Linked DNA regions of Sus scrofa: regions 1, 3 and 4 are each linked to region 2. A link is a contact called in public Hi-C and HiChIP or PLAC-seq data. All regions are on one chromosome and are shown on one strand. Each heading gives the region's core, a stretch centred on a gene start, on an enhancer-like site or on the middle of the called end of the contact. The rest is flanking DNA. Distances are from core to core; before and after follow the strand shown. Region 1 overlaps PCF11 (pre-mRNA cleavage complex 2 protein Pcf11). Region 2 holds the start of DDIAS (DNA damage-induced apoptosis suppressor protein). Region 3 holds the start of PCF11 (pre-mRNA cleavage complex 2 protein Pcf11). Region 4 holds the start of RAB30 (ras-related protein Rab-30).

The links. A called contact is a pair of places that touch in the nucleus more often than the background predicts. HiChIP or PLAC-seq counts read pairs in DNA pulled down with a chosen protein or histone mark.
Region 1: a contact with region 2 is called in an H3K27ac HiChIP or PLAC-seq map of alveolar macrophages. The contact joins the enhancer-like site here to the promoter of DDIAS in region 2. A contact is called at or near these places in 9 of 47 Hi-C or Micro-C datasets (adipocytes, brain, embryonic fibroblasts and 4 more) and 1 of 2 datasets of contacts at active chromatin or transcription factors (alveolar macrophages).
Region 3: a contact with region 2 is called in a Hi-C map of liver, with 2.4 times the contacts expected there. The contact joins the promoter of PCF11 here to the promoter of DDIAS in region 2. A contact is called at or near these places in 2 of 5 promoter capture datasets (fetal liver and fetal skeletal muscle), 7 of 47 Hi-C or Micro-C datasets (adipocytes, brain, embryonic fibroblasts and 3 more) and 2 of 2 datasets of contacts at active chromatin or transcription factors (alveolar macrophages and skeletal muscle).
Region 4: a Hi-C map of alveolar macrophages shows a contact between it and region 2, with 2.4 times the contacts expected there. The contact joins the promoter of RAB30 here to the promoter of DDIAS in region 2. A contact is called at or near these places in 2 of 5 promoter capture datasets (fetal liver and liver), 13 of 47 Hi-C or Micro-C datasets (alveolar macrophages, embryonic fibroblasts, fetal heart ventricle and 8 more) and 2 of 2 datasets of contacts at active chromatin or transcription factors (alveolar macrophages and skeletal muscle).

The regions. Positions count from the first base shown.
Region 1 is chr9:17,314,576-17,318,616 of Sscrofa11.1, reverse strand. PCF11 (pre-mRNA cleavage complex 2 protein Pcf11) reads right to left here. Exons shown (of 16, transcript XM_021062577.1): 10 at 975-1,094; 11 at 354-456. Among named protein-coding and RNA genes, the nearest start is that of ANKRD42, 17 kb to the left of the region's middle. Within about 2 kb of position 2,071, at least 5 of the 83 cell types and tissues checked have an H3K27ac peak or open chromatin away from gene starts, as enhancers often do. A contact at or near this core is called in alveolar macrophages, where this site is marked.
Region 2 is chr9:17,076,488-17,080,479 of Sscrofa11.1, reverse strand. It overlaps DDIAS (DNA damage-induced apoptosis suppressor protein), which reads right to left and starts at 2,596. Exons shown (of 5, transcript XM_003129716.6): 1 at 2,470-2,596. All of the region lies in intron 1 of PRCP (lysosomal Pro-X carboxypeptidase), which reads left to right.
Region 3 is chr9:17,295,687-17,299,389 of Sscrofa11.1, reverse strand. It overlaps PCF11 (pre-mRNA cleavage complex 2 protein Pcf11), which reads right to left and starts at 1,521. Exons shown (of 16, transcript XM_021062577.1): 1 at 1,023-1,521. The coding sequence starts at 1,214.
Region 4 is chr9:17,220,522-17,224,132 of Sscrofa11.1, reverse strand. RAB30 (ras-related protein Rab-30) reads left to right here and starts at 1,392. Exons shown (of 5, transcript XM_021062576.1): 1 at 1,392-1,599. It overlaps LOC110255408 (a long non-coding RNA gene), which reads right to left and starts at 1,219. Exons shown (of 2, transcript XR_002335559.1): 1 at 948-1,219; 2 at 1-214.

The DNA.
Region 1 (4,041 bases), core at 822-3,321, 240 kb before region 2:
GGCATATGGAGTTTCCCAGGCTAGAGGTCTAATCGGAGCTGTAGCCACCGGCCTACGCCAGAGCCACATCAACAAGGGATCCGAGCCGCATCTGCAACCTACACTACAGTTCACGGCAACACCAGATCCCTAACCCACTGAGCAAGGGTAGGGATCGAACCCGCAACCTCATGGTTCCTAGTTGGATTTGTTAACCACTGCGCCACGACGGGAACTCCCAGGCATCCTTAATTTTAAAAACAGTGAAGGGGGGTTAAAACAAATAGCACTAATGATAACGTACACTGTTATTAAAGTCACTGTCCTTTTTACCTAGAAAGTACCTTAGAAAGTTAAAAAATTATATTACATACTGTTTCAATTCTTCAATTGTAAAATTGGTAAGATCTGGGACGTCCTGATCTTCATTTTGATCTTCCTCCTCCTCAGCAGCGGGCTGAGCAGCAACTTCGTTTACTTCTTCAATTGAAATGAAACATAACAAATTCCTCAATACCAGTTTCCATATACTCTTTATAGAGAACACTATAGTGTTAAAAGCATATGGAGAATCCCATGTTGCCTATTCAGTGCTTCTGATTACTAGCCAAGGAACCTAATGCAAGTCTTTATATTTTGACTAGTGATATTAGATCTGATCTCTTAAAAGTCAATCTTCAAGAAATTTTATTTCATCAATATTCTCATTTTTTATAAGCTAAACTAACATAGAATAATTAGAAAAAACTTTGCACTGATATTTACAGGAATGTTAACTGAAACAATGTCCACTATAAAGGTACAAGTTCCATGTTTGAAAATATTTTAAAATTTCATTATAAACCAGTTATATTTGATTTTCAAAAAAACGAAGTATACCTAAGAATTCAATTATTGTAAAAATTTTTATCATAGAATACATCATTATAGTTTATCATATTATCTTTATAAAAATGAAAAAGCTCTGTGTAGACAAATAATAGAATCATACTTACGTGTTGTAGCTGAATCAGGCTGGGACAATTTAAGAATTCCTGTTTTCAGCAGTTTTGAAAACAATTCATTTACATCCACCTGACTAAGATGATTATCAGGATATGCCTTGGGAAGGGCTCCTTAAAAAAAAAAAAAACACTTAAAATGAATGAACTTAAAAGTGCAAATTATACTAAGCATTTTTAAAATTTTCTTCAAGATGTCCTATCAACATCAAATTTGACAAAAATCTTAAGATGAGTGTCATTATCAAAAGCTCCTAAAAATGAACTTTGCATTTAGGTCAGCAAATCATCACCTCTTAAAAAACACTAATACTTTATAAGGACATATGTGTGATCTTAAAAAAGCAATTAACTGTTGCCCAATTAATTCCATGCCAAAGCAAAGCAGAAAACAGAGGGCAGAGAGTTCCATGCTCCCTTCTATGCAATGCAGCACCACCTCTAGGTTCAGCTTTTCACCCTTCTAATTCTCTATTCTTCATCTAACCATATTGGGAAAGGAAGTTTTGTACAGATTAAGTAGATCTCCTAGCACAGACTTCTAGGAAAAAGAAATAGCGAAGTCTAAGTGGAAATATTCCTACCCAGCCCCCATGATTACCCAGGGGAACTAATGCAGAGAGATGAACCAAGTGGCAAGGATTATACCTGCCCCTCTGACCTTTTGCTGAATTACTGCCTTTGCAAAGCAGATCAAGCTATTGCTCAACAGATGTCAGGCTTACTACAGCTTCAATAATTTGAATAAATGAGACGAGGATAGATAACAATCTTCCCCTTAAGGTCACTTGTGAGGAATCAATCCAATTCCATATTTTGCTAAGCACTAATCTAATAATTACAATTCTTTAAGTCAACTATAAAAAGAATATTAATATATATGCATATCACTACTATGCATCTTACCACACCTCTATAAAAAGTTCTGAACCACTAAAAATTCCTCTTAATAGCAGAAATTCAACTTGCAACCTGAAAACAATAATCCCTGCCCCTAAACACTGCATTGTTTACACTCACCACAGTGCCTTGTACACAGTAGGCTGTTGAAATGAAATGTCTGATTACATGAACAAATCAACCTCAACAGACAATTACAACAGCCATTTCACACACTAGTTCAACATTTATGTTTCATCAGAATTAGCTATTTATATGTCCAAGACTCATAACTAGCTAATAGCATGTCTTCGGGCACCCAAGTTTAATGATCAAGAGCATTAACTATAGAACCAAACTCCTGGGATACTATTAGAAATTTCATTTTCTAGTTGTGTGACATGATCATGTTGCCTCAGTTTTCTTTACCTGTAAAAGGGTAATAAATATCTTTCCTACCTAAGGTTGTTATAAGAATTAACTGAATCAATATTTGTAAGGCACATGGTATTCAGTAGTATATATAATATTTGTTTTTCTTTTTAAAAAAACAGCCCAAGTGAAATAAGTCAGACAAAAACAATTACTGTATAATATCATTTATATGTGGAATCTAAAAAATACAAAAAACTAGTAAATATAACAAAAAAAAAGCAGACAAAAAGAGAGCAAACTAGTGGTTACCAGTGGAGACATGGATCTTCTGACCCCAAATATAAATAAAAGGTAGGGAATTAAGAGGTAAACTATTAGGTATAAAATAAGCTACAAGGATATACTGTACATAGGAAATATAGTCAATATATTTTATAATAACTATAAATGGAGTAAAACCTTTGAAAATTATGAATCACTATATTACATACCTGTAACATATGATTTTTAAAAAACAGAAAAAATTAAAAAAAAAAACTTAGACATAACATACTCAGTTTGATTTGATTTTTTATGCATTTAGAAATAGGAATAAGAGGTAAGTCTCAGAATACCATACTTGGAATATCATACTTGGTACCCAATGATGGTGACTAGCTTATCAATAGATAGAAATGAATAGCTGTTTAGGAAAAATGAAACAGTCCATAGATCCTGCTATACTATCAAGTTCTTAGAAAGATAAACCTTTACTAGAGTCATTCTACCACAATGCCTAGCATATAGCAAAATGATCAGTATTTGTTTGGATGAATAATGAACATTAGTATATTTACCACTAGGAAAAGGAGGTTTTCACTTTCAATTTTGAGGAAAAGCCTCGAGAGAAGCTGAATACAGAACACTGAAAACTTCTCATATCTCTTTAAGTAAAACTTGAAGAAGGAAGGCAAAGCTAACATCTCATTTCGATACCTCCAACCCAGGAAATATGACTTCCTCTGTGGCATTGCTATGCCCTGTCTACATAAACACCCAAGGCCATAAAAGCAAAAGAACAATTTGCAGGTTTTGTATATTAACTCATACAAAAAAGGGCAAAAATCTGCAGGTGGTTTTGTATATTAACTCATACAGAAAAGGGCAAAATCTGCAGTTGCTACATTATCTCATGCTATCAACTCTGATACAACAAATCCTCTACTCAATAAGAAAAAGAGTCCTAAAAGAAAAATTCAGAAAAAGTGAGTTCTACAGGAAAACACTACTGTAGCACTTTACAAGTTAACAAAGTACTCTTGCACACACTGTCTGATTTGAGTGTCCAAGAGAAAAAAAAAAAAAAGAAAAAATTCTCAGGGAAACATTGACTTTTATCATATACTATCTACAGAGGAAAAAACAACCCGAACCCCAGAGACTCTATTTGCTTGTTTATACCCCACCCGCCTATAAGGTAGCAGAATGGAAATTTTGACCCTGATCTTCTGACCCCAAATTCTTTCCTTCCCTTTCCATTACAGTGAAAACAAAAAATATGAAAAATATTAATCCTAATTGTCAATCTAGGAATTAAAAACACTGTTTTCAAATTAATTGAGTGAATTTCTTGAGATGATACAGTTGAAAACCTAATGCATAAACTAGATCTTAGCTAGAACTTCCCTAGTTACTTCAGAACTTTTGGAAAACTCTCTACATATGTAAACTAAATAGAGCCACACTACAGCCATGTTTCTAAAGATGGCCAATTTAATGATTCAAAAATAAAGCAAGTACCATTACCATTTGATTGAGTTAGTTCTCA
Region 2 (3,992 bases), core at 1,347-3,846:
TATATATAGGACAAGTGGCCTCCACTATGGAAAGGGTGGCTTATTTTGAGTTACTTTGTTAAAACTACCTAACTAAAGGTCCTCTCCAAAGGTGCATGCTTTGTCTAAGTTTTCTAAAGACAATCATAACAGTTCCCTGAAAAATGATTTACTGATAGTAACATGAAAATTCTAGAAAGGGAAGAGAGAGGCAGTTAGGAGACAGAAATTTAAATAAACAAAAAAACAGAAAAAAACTCTTTTGTTTGGGGAAGTACTTGAGAAAAATATTTTAAGAACATTACCCAGGAAATTCTTAGAATAATGCAGTTTGTTCATTGTATTTATGATAGGTTCTATAATATCATTATGATACTGTTCTAGGGATGGGGAAGGGGACAGGGTAACAGAAAAAAACAGGCTCTTAAATTCAAGGGATAAGGCTAAGATAGACAATGTGTAACTACCAATGAAGCAACACAAAGGTACACAGTACGTCCAAGTTCTATACCTACATATCTCAACTGCCAATTCAAGAACCAACTGTATTTGGGTGTTTCACAGACATTTCAAGGCTTACAAGGCAAAAAATCTGAATTCTTAGTTTCCTCTCAAATCTCTTTACTTGCAGTCTTCTCCATCTCAGTAAATGGCTGTACTCTCCAACCAGTAATGAAAGCCAGATACCTAGAAGCAATGTCATCCTTCATTCCTCTCTTTTTGTCAAGTCCCATATCATGTTTATCCATGTTTTTTAGATACCCTTGAGTCTACTTCCATATCTAAAAACCACCACTCACATTCCACCCCACCCCCCATATTCTGCCACCACTTTAATCCAAACCACCACCATCTCCTGCTTATGCTGCTGTATTAACATCGTACTGTGTGATCTGGTCCCTGACCATTTCTTTTTTTTTTTTTTTTTCTTTTTTTTTGGCTATTTCTCGGGCCGCTCCCGCGGCATATGGAGGTTCCCAGGCTACGGGTCAAATCGGAGATGCAGCCGCCAGCCTAAGCCAGAGCCACAGCAACGCAGGATCCGAGCCGCGTCTGCAACCTACACCACAGCTCATGGCAACGCCGGGTCGTTAATCCACTGAGCAAGGGCAGGGACCGAACCTGCAACCTTATGGTTCCTGGTCGGATTCGTTAACCACTGCGCCACGACGGGAACTCCTGGTCCCTGACCATTTCTCCAGGCTCATCTCATACAACTGTCCTTTCTGAATATGTTCCAGCAACAGTGGTCTTTTCTTAGATTCTTGAACACTAAGATGCCAAGCTCTTTCCTGCCCTAAGGCCTTTGTACAACCTATTCACTCTGGAAGATTCTTCCTTTCCTCTGTGGCATGGCTGGATCATTCTCAACTTTTTGGCCTCAATTTAAGTGCCAACTCCTCAGAAAGGCCTTCCCAGACCAACCTAACTCAAATAGATTCCACTTTATTCTTAAGTCCACCCATAAAAGGTTTAAGTTCCATTAGAATAGGAATCTCATATCTTGCTCACCAGTGTAATCCTAGTACCTAGCAGTTCTGGGCACAGAGGAGGGAGGCACTTAAAAACGACCTGTAGCACGAGTAACTAAGTACTTGGTGCATTGTGACCCAATCTTTCAGGCTCAGGGAAGACTTCCTGACTTAGAAGGCTTTATAAAATGCGACCTAAGGAATGAGTAGAATTAGCTGGGTTGGGGATGGGATTTAGAAGAGGTCTGGAGGTAAGGGAGGATGACGCATTTGAGGAACTCAAAAAGACAAAAAGGGCCCTATTGACCACGGTAAGGAATTTAGACTTAAACCTGAGGGCAAATAAAAGAAATCAAAGGAAAGGTTAATGGGGAGACCCTGATTAGATTTGCATTTATCAGCCTGGAAATGGGCAGACTGGTTTGGAAGGAGAACCAGCTACGAGGCTACTGTCACAGTTACGCGGCAGTTGTGCTGAACCAAGGTAAGTACAGTAAAAGTGGCGAAAAGCGTATGGATTTGAGATATTCAAGAGGTTGGTATGACTGGCTGGTTGTGAGAGAGAAGAAGGGCATCTAGATAGCTTTCGAGTTTCTGGTCTAAACACACTACTCAGTTAAGCACTTTCCCCTCTGGGTCACCAAAGCACTTCTGGAAAGGACCCCTTTTCAACAGGTATTACTCGGCATAGCAGCCGGTTGCATATGTATCTCTGAGCATCTCAAAAGCTAGAGTGATGCCTTTTCCTCTCCGTATTTCCGGTTCCAGACGCTCACAGGCGTCCAGCTCGATGGCATACTAAATGTTCGATTAACGCTCACTGAGCGACTGCAACAGCATTGTCTAAAATTAAAAATGACCTTCTTACTCTTCTACCCTCATTGCCGCCCTTTTAAAGAAGGCTCCTGAAAAAAAACAACATAGAATGCCCTGAGTCTCACTTATAACGACGTTAAGGGTTTCGTTAAGGAGTCTCCGGCGCTTGCCCCCACCAGGACCTCCTCCCGCAGCAACTCACCTGGGCAGAGCGCCGGGAACCTGCCCCGGCGAAGCTCAGTTAGTGACAAGGCCCTCAGGACTCAGCAGCAAACCAAGCGCCCTCCAATCGAATCTCCCGCGCCCCCTTCCGCCGGAAGTGACGCTCTGGCCGTCCTTTCTCAGAGCCAATCAGAAGAAGGTGCCGCCGAGGGTGGTGACTTAGCACAGCAACCAGTGAGCATTTGGGAACAGCCATTTTCGTCAAACCGGGGGTTGAGACGGTGTTGGCAAGTGTTTTTTCTCGACTAGTGGAGAAAAAACTAGTAGTGCAGTCTGTAAAGTTGGTTTCGGGGCGGTGTTGAGCCAGTTGGGCGTAAGGACCCCGGAAAGGAGTGGGAGGGGGCGGGAGCGCCCCTCGGACCGGGGTTCTGCGGACTGACTGGAAGGAGGAGCGAAGCTGGATGGTGGGGGAGCCGCTGGATGGTGCGGGAGCCGCGAGCACGGAAGGGGCTCTGCCTGCTGTGGATGGGGTGGCGTGGGCGAAGGCGGGGCCTGAAGCGGGCTGCGGGCTGCTGGGAGAAGAAAGGGGGCGTAACCTGGACCCGAACCTAGTGGAATTACAGGGCAGCCTCGGTTGAAGGACCGACGGTGTGGGCTACACCGAGGTCTGAGGTGCCCCAGCGACAGTGCAATAGGAGGTGGTTAGGGTGGCTTCATCGAGAGAGCGTGCAAAGGAACCAGACTTAGCAGTCTTTGAAGCCCTGCTCCACACTTCCCTCTGAGTGACCCAATGCAACCCCCAGCACCTTTCTGAGCCTGTTTCCTCGGCTATAGATGGGAGTAACCATCATACACCACGCACGAGATGGTGGGATGGTTGAGAGATGATGTGTGTGCCACTAAGCCTAGTGCTATAGTGATTCTGTAGTGAATCAATAAATTACCACGGTACTGTTGACTGGGGAAAAAAACCCCACAACGTGAAAATTGTGACTTAACTGTTAACTTTTATTTGGGGTAAAACGAGGATTCTAGTGCCGGTAACAGCTTCTCAGCTCTGAGGAACTGCTTCAAAGACGTGGGGGAAAGGTCAGTATTATACATAGGTTTAACGAAGAGGGTATGTGCAATCAAACACACATTTCATCAGAGGCTTGCTGCTAGTCAGGAGGAGCAGATGTCTCCGTTAATGATTTTAGCGCTAGATATGAGAAGATGCAAAAATTGGGGCGCATAAAACCTCCTGAAAATAGCTCACTATCAATGCCTGTTCCTCCCGTTTTTCCCAGAGCACAGAGTGCCCCATTCCTGATCTTCACCCTCAACTCCTCTCAGGGTGTGTTGAAGGCCAGTAGTTGAAGTGACTAGTGTCTTAAACCTTGTAGAGGCAGATGGCGATTTGTGGAGGACAGGGGTGTGACAGTGGAAGTGAGGCGGACAGGGCAGGGTTTAGCAGTGATGATAAAGGCCAGAGTGTAGGGTGACTGGGCTAGAAGGTGGACTTGGGGGAGTGGAGTGGGTGCGATACAGTTAGGAAAGGGATTCACCGGTCTGCTAGGAGGA
Region 3 (3,703 bases), core at 272-2,771, 220 kb before region 2:
AAAATAACTTAAAACGTAGTACTGGGAAGCTATTAAAACTCATTATGATAACTAAGTTTAACAGTAACTTAAATGACATATCGCTCCCACATGAATCCACAGAAGAGGAGGACTACAGGGAAATATAGGGTGGCAGAGGACCACTGCTGTCAAGGGGTGAGGCAAAGCACGTCTTCACTCAGGGAAGGGAGGAAAAAAAGAGAAAAGGAAGAGGAGGAGGGACTGAACTTTTCAAAAAAAAACCTACAAGTACTTGTTACCCAGTGGGCCGGTTCTCCACCTACAGGTTGGGTAAGATCTCCTCCCCACCCCCACCCCCACGCCCCACCCTCAACCCCAATTTCCCGTATTTGGGGGCAAATGAGACCCTCCGACAGGAGAATACTAGTTATACCTAGCCGCCCCCACCCCAAAACGGGGCTGACGGGTGTGAGCAGCTGCCTGGCTGGCAGGGAATGGATTCTCCTCTCTTCCCTTTCGCATCATGTGCTTTTCAGGCGCCATGTTGGGCTCCTAACAGGCGGCTGCTCCACTCGGGGCCAGTGCCCTATTCCCACCCGCCAACAGCTCGCTCCCAGGTCCCCCTTCACCTCCTTCCAACCCACAGACACAATTACCCAAAAGGGTACGGGGGCGGGGGGCACGGAGGAAGATCCACTCCCCACCTTCCCAGGGGGTTAGAAAGGTTTTAACACTTACTTTCCCACATCGCAAACTGCCTTTTAAGCCTCCCCCCTCCCCAAACGGCTCTACTTAAAGCGTGTGCCTCGGGACAGACGGTGCGGTGGCCTAAATAGGGAGCTGGTAAGCGGAAGTGGAACTCCACCCTTTATCCTCCCCACTCCCTCCCTTCAAGCGAGGCCCACGCTCGAAGCCTGGGCCAAAGACCGAACCTGAGTTGGGGGGGGGGGTTGGAGAGGAGGAACACTGTCCCCCTTTGGACGGAAGCGAGACCTGGGATGAGGCTGACACTAAAATCAGGGAGTATTAGAAGAATAGGAGGCTGCGGGGTGTATAAAAACCTTGGCGGTTTGGGCCTCGATGAGAGAGACGATCTCCTTGGCGAAGGGCAGGTTCTCCTCGGCTAGAATGGTCAGCATATTGATGTGCGGTTTGCTATTGAAGGTCAGGTCTTCGAGTGATGACTGATAATCCCGACAGGCGTCCTCCCGGGCCCCCGCAGTACCGGCCTCGGCCGGCGTCTGCTCTGACATTGCGCCGCGGCCCCCCTCCGAGGCCCGCCGCAGCTGAAGCTGAAGCCGCTCTCGATACCCCGCCTCCCTTCCGACTCCTCTTCCTCTCCCCTGGTCTCTCGCGGCTCCGGCTTCACCACATGCTGACCGCGGAGGGGGGTTGGGGGACGACACAGGGGGAACCTCGGGTATGAAACGCCGCCGTCTCACGGGTGGTCTCCGTCCACTTCCAGCCGCCACAGACGCTTCTTTCTCCACAGACACAAAATGGCGGCGGCAGTGGCGGCTCCAGCTCCGAAAATGTCTGTGTTCCCAACCGCTGCGTCGTGCGAAATGAGCTAGGGGAGGGGAAATGTGCGGTAAAAGGGCGGGGCCGTTGATAAAGCCGGGCGTGATTGGCTAGTCCTGAAACGTCACAAGCCCCGCCCACAGCCCTTCCGCTGAACGTTCTGGCACCGCCTTCTTGTCGGGATCCTACCCGGACTTTCGCAACACTTACGGCTTAGAGGTGGGGTGGAAAAGACTGCCCCTCTCATTGGCGGATTCATAAGGGACTGTTCGGTCATTTGTTACCATAACAACCCACTCAGGGAGGCCAATAGTCCTGAGGGAGGCTGTTCCCGAGGCAAAACCCAACCAGTTTAACAAGAAAGCTCAGCGGCTCCACTTCGACCCTCCCTCTGCAACGTCCTAGCAGCTGAGCTGCTCCGTCAATCATCCTCCCTTCCGCCTGCCGGGCGGCCCCTGAGCGGGGTGGGGGTTGAGCGAGGAGGAGGCTTTTGGCCGGCCCCGCCCCCCCTCTTCGACTCAGGTGCTCCCGAGAGCCTGGGCGGGTCCTGCTGCCGCGGCCCACATACCCGGCCTGGGATTGAGACCTGGAGGGAGGCGCCGGTTTCAACCGGAACCTTGAGAAGGACCACTAGAGTCAGCTTTAATACACTGCTTGCCACTTCCACAAACAAAAACACCTCCGCCAGCTTTCTAGAGTTGAACCCCTAGGAAAATGCCTTTATTTAGAAGGGGTGCGTGTGTGTGTGTGTGTGTGTGTGTGTGTGTAAGGCTTTTCCATAAGGGTTTTCAGGAAATCTTTGGGAAGCCCACTCAGCTCTAGGAAAGGTTGCTCACAACAGCCACACCCACCCCGGAGCGTGATAACTCTTCTCTCTCGATCTTCTGCACCTCGAAACACCCTTAGAATATGCAATTTGGGTCAAATAGGAAGAATTACGTATTTTACTTGTAGGGATCTTTTCCAAGGTTTCTAAAATCCCTTTTTGGAGCTTGGAAATGATGCTCTCAAAACACAAAGCTTTCAAATAGTTCTGCCTTGAAGCTGCAACATAAAACATTAAACTAAAAAGGTATTTTTCTCATTGAGATAGTAAACTAAATTTAGGCTAAAAAAATTAGATATTAATTACGTAAAATGTGCTTCATTGTCCTTCTTAGGCTACTAGGCTCAGTAGAGATACTTTTTTGTTCCTCAGAAGAAATCGCTCTTAGGAAATAAATGAAGTAATTCCTTTATTTTCCCATAAAAAGTAACATTTTCACTTATTTTTGTTTTGTTTCTGGGTTTTTAGGAGCTTTATTGAAAGTAATTGAGATACGATAAACTGCACATATTTAAAGTGTACAAGATTTTGTTCACATTTATTTTTCATTTATTCTTAATGTGATACCACATATGAATGAGAGGTAAAGCCTGGGGAGAAGAACTTGTCTTTTGTTATTTGAGGCTAAGAAATATTGTTGTATAGGTACTTACGGATCTCAATTTCATGCCATTGTTAGTGATGATACGTAGATATTATAGACACATTTTAAATTAAGCAACTGTCCAAGTTCATGTTTTCTGAAAGGAAATGCCCGCTGTAAAATAGTCCTTGTGGTAGTTTTCCTTGTAATTTTACTTTTTTATTTATTTATTTTTTTTGTCTTTTTTTGTCTGTTGTTGTTGTTGTTGCTATTTCTTGGGCCGCTCCCGCGGCATATGGAGGTTCCCAGGCTAGGGGTTGAATCGGAGCTGTAGCCACCGACCTACGCCAGAGCCACAGCAACCTGGGATCCGAGCCGCGTCTGCGGCCTACACCACAGCTCACGGCAACGCCAGATCCTTAACCCACTGAGCAAGGAAGGGCAGGGACCGAACCCGCAACCTCATGGTTCCTAGTCGGATTCGTTAACCACTGCGCCACGAACGGGAACTCCTTTTTTTGTTTTGTTTTGTTTTGTTTTGTTTTGTTTTTGTTTCCTTGTAATTTTATTTACTTTTATTTTTATTTATTTTTGTCTTTTTAGGGCCGCACAGGCAGCATATGGGGTTCCCTGGCTAGGGGTCGAATTGGAGCTGTAGCCACTGGCCTGTGCCACAGCCACATCAATGCGGGATCCCAGCTGCCTTTGGGACCTACACCACAGCTAACCACAACTGGCATCCTTAACCCACTGAGCAAGGCCAGGGATGGAACCTGCGTCTTCATGGATACTAGTCAGATTGGTTTCAGCTG
Region 4 (3,611 bases), core at 143-2,642, 140 kb before region 2:
TGCCTAGCCTTTCTTTGATATAATCCATTTATCAGCAATAATTTTAACTCCTAACAGGTGAAGTGCATAGCTCTACCGACCCAGTAATTCGTTACTTTTGTTTTCACAATAACATGCAAAATGAAACGTTTAACAGCACAAATATATCAGCATTTTTAGCCCTTCAGACACTTTCAGGAAGAAATTTCCCATCTTTTCATAGTGTAGATAGACTCTGAAAAAAAAACACACAGCATTGTTTTAGTAACTGGAAAAAAAATCACAGTTCATTTGAGACACTGGGCAAAATTACTTGATCTCAGTTACTTAGTTTAAAAGAAAATCAGTTCCTAAAGTAGTCGTATATATGGAGTTCTACAAATTAAACACTAAATGTATTTTTAAAATAGCGATCCATGCTACCGAAGATCCAGTCTTCGCAGTATTTTTAAGCATACACCCTAAGTTTCTTCAAATGCCGCTACACTCCGGAACCAAACGCCAGCCTTAAACAGGTATTCCCTTACAACATCTCCCTGCCTTCGCGGGCACGTATGAAGATGTTTTAAACCAAGTTTATTTACTTCCGTAGGATTCAGTCCCTGTCACTTCTTTACTGCAGGCCCAAAGCATCGTCCTTTTTCCAGCTCAGCTATCTTCCAACATCGATTTCTTTGGAACCTTTTCCAAATCATCTCTGTATGAAAAACCAGTGAAGGTGCAACACCTTGGGAAGGATTAAGGCTGGCTGGAGAATGAATGACAAGATAAAAAATAAATTTGGGAAGGGCAGCCCAATTCTGTAGGTGGAATCTTCTCCGACCAAAGGTGAGAGTGGCCACGCCGGGTCCCCGCATCTACCAAAAAACACAACCGCCCCGACTATCCTGTTTACGGTGCTCTGAGACCAGGAGACAAACTCCCTCAATCCCTTAATTATAAACGGTGCAAGTGACAGGGACCAATACCTGCAGGACCCTGAGGCCGAGGCCCACTCGGCCTCTGATGCCGCCACTAGCCGGGCTCGTCCGACTCAGTCCCCAGGTACCGCTTCCAGCCCCTCCCACCCCGGTACCCAGGTTCGGAACCCCAGGCTCTTCGGCCCGCTTGTCCTCCTCCTCACCGTCCCCTCTGCACCACCTCTCGGCTCCCGCGTTCCCTAAAACCTCAGCCGGCGCGGCGGAACCTTCCCCGCGCTCCTAACATGGCGGCCGAGTCCCCTTTACTCCCTTGGCCCGCTCTGGGCGCGTCTGACCTTGGCGCATTTTGGGCTTTGTAGTTCCGGCGATAGCCTCTGTGTCCCGCCAGTCCGTGAGGAGACTACAATTCCCAGAACCCTCCGCTTCTGAGCATGGCTATTGGGGCCTTTTGGACAGAGGGATGATGTCATTGCAAAAACCCCACTGCATTCATTGTGCTACGGTCTATCCTCCCCCCTGCTGCTGCTAGGCTTGCTATTGCCGCTCGCTCCAGCTGAGCTAAGAGTAGCAGCAAGCACCAGGGCAGGGGCTGACTCCAGCCCTTGGACTTAGGACTCCGCAACACCTTCCCTTGCGTGCGTGACTCATTCGCACATCCTTTCTGTTTATGCCTGGGGTGGGGAGAAAAATCCCAAACCAGGTGAGTTGAAGTGATTTATTCAATAGGTTCTACCAAGTTATTCCTCCCGCTTAGTTCTCAAGGCTTTCTTTTGGGAAGATGGGGGCGGGAGGATTGGGGAGGTGCTCGCAAAGCGCTGCTAAGCGAAAAGCTCTGTACAATTTGGGTCACTGCAAAGAACAACTCCAGCAACCTTCCCCCACCAGAGGACCGATGCCTGCCAGTTCCCTAGTCGCAACTCCCCTCAACCTTTTCGGAGGCTGGGAGAGGGGGCTGGGCTGGGGTGGATGTTGGGAAGTGCTCTTGGAAAATCAGGGGAAGGCAGAGGTGGGAGACTGCAGTCCTGTCACATACGGCCCGAGTGCTGAGATTTGAGTGGGAAGGGGTGATGCGTGGGGAGAAATGGAGACAGTGATTTAATGTGGTCGCACTACTTTGGAACATTTCTGTGCCACTTGGGCGAGCACACACTATTCATTTTTAAGACGAGCGGGCTTCTGAGTAGGTTAAGTTTTGTGGGGCGTTATTTTGTGCGTGTGTCCATGTCGTTTGTCTCGCCTTTTCTGCTGATTTGAGGTGACAGTGTCCTTTAATGGTGCACTATGCCAGTCACAAACGTTTCACGTGTCTGGGGAAGGTTCTCTTAGGCTGCTAGAAGCAACATTTTTTTTTTTAAGTGTTTTTCTTCTCCCGACTGCAGGATTTCAGGATTGTTTGGAAGTGGAGCCGACAGATTTGTGCTTGTGTGAGTGTTTTAAATTACATTGCAATAGGCTCCTTGCCACTGACAGTGGTACCATAATGAGCTGCTGTTTCCTGAGGCACAATCACCAGTCACAAATAACGGTTCGGAGAAGGGATCATTAGGGACACTCGGGTTCATTTTAACGCATCAGGGAAAGGAAAAGTTAGAAGCGCTGTTAACCTTCATTTGCCATTGCTGAAAGGTACACAGGAGGAGTGAGTGATCCTGCTGAGGGAAACTGAGGAGCATAGTAGAGTTTTTTGGTTTTTTTTTTTTTTTTTTGGCGTGTGGGTTTTGGTTTTTAAACAAACTGACACGTTTAACAGAACAGAGAGCATCCTGATTTGTATGATATTGGCTCTCTTCTTGTAAGAGTTATTAGGATGATTAGTGCAATAAATACGTTATTTTGAAGTACACAGCTGGTTGACTCCAGAACAGATGGGGCTAGTCTTAGCTGAGAGATCTACAACCTTGGAAATGAATGGACCTGGGGTCAACCACACCCCCTCTTGGAATGTCAAAAGGAGAAATGCCAGACTGTTTTATGCTTAACTCCAAAATGCCAAACCTTTTCATAACCAAGTCAGGCATTGGGGGGAAGTCATCACTAGTTGTCTTCTGCTGCTGAACCAATTTGTTCATTTTTAATTCAGACCTTTAAGTCTCTAAAGTTGCAGCTGGGCGATGCTTCGTTAAATGCTGCTTGTTACTGAATGCAAAGGACAGTCCATTGTATGGGCTTTGTGGTAGAGTGATTTATTGGGAGGCAATGAGCAGCTTTGGGATTTGGGAAAAGATGGACTGTCTGGCTTTTCCTCTCTGCATCTCTCTGTTGCTTACTCTGTGCTTTTCTGAGCACCCTTCTCCACCCCCCAAACCCTGCCCCTCCCACCTTCCTTTCCCCACCCTTCTAGGTCTCTTAAAGTTCTTCTAGTTTCTTTCCCTGTCTTTCCATTTGTAATTCTCATTTTTCCTCTGTGTTTTGAAATCTCCGTCTTTTATCAGCAGTATATTGCATCTCTTTCTCTAAGTCTCTTTCCAGTCTCTGAATACCCTCCCATCCCTTCTCTACCTCACGCAGAAACTCCAGGGTGAATGAAACTGCGAATATTTATTCTACGGAATCATCATTGAAGAGGCTCTTTGCCTTTTCTTTTTCTTGCAGTTGGTGCTTGGCAGGATGAACGGCAATGTACCTCACCCCTTGGCCTGGTTTGTGGCTACTGTGACAGACATGATTTGGATAGTGAACTGTTGGAGTTGAGCTCATGCCACTTTTCCTTTC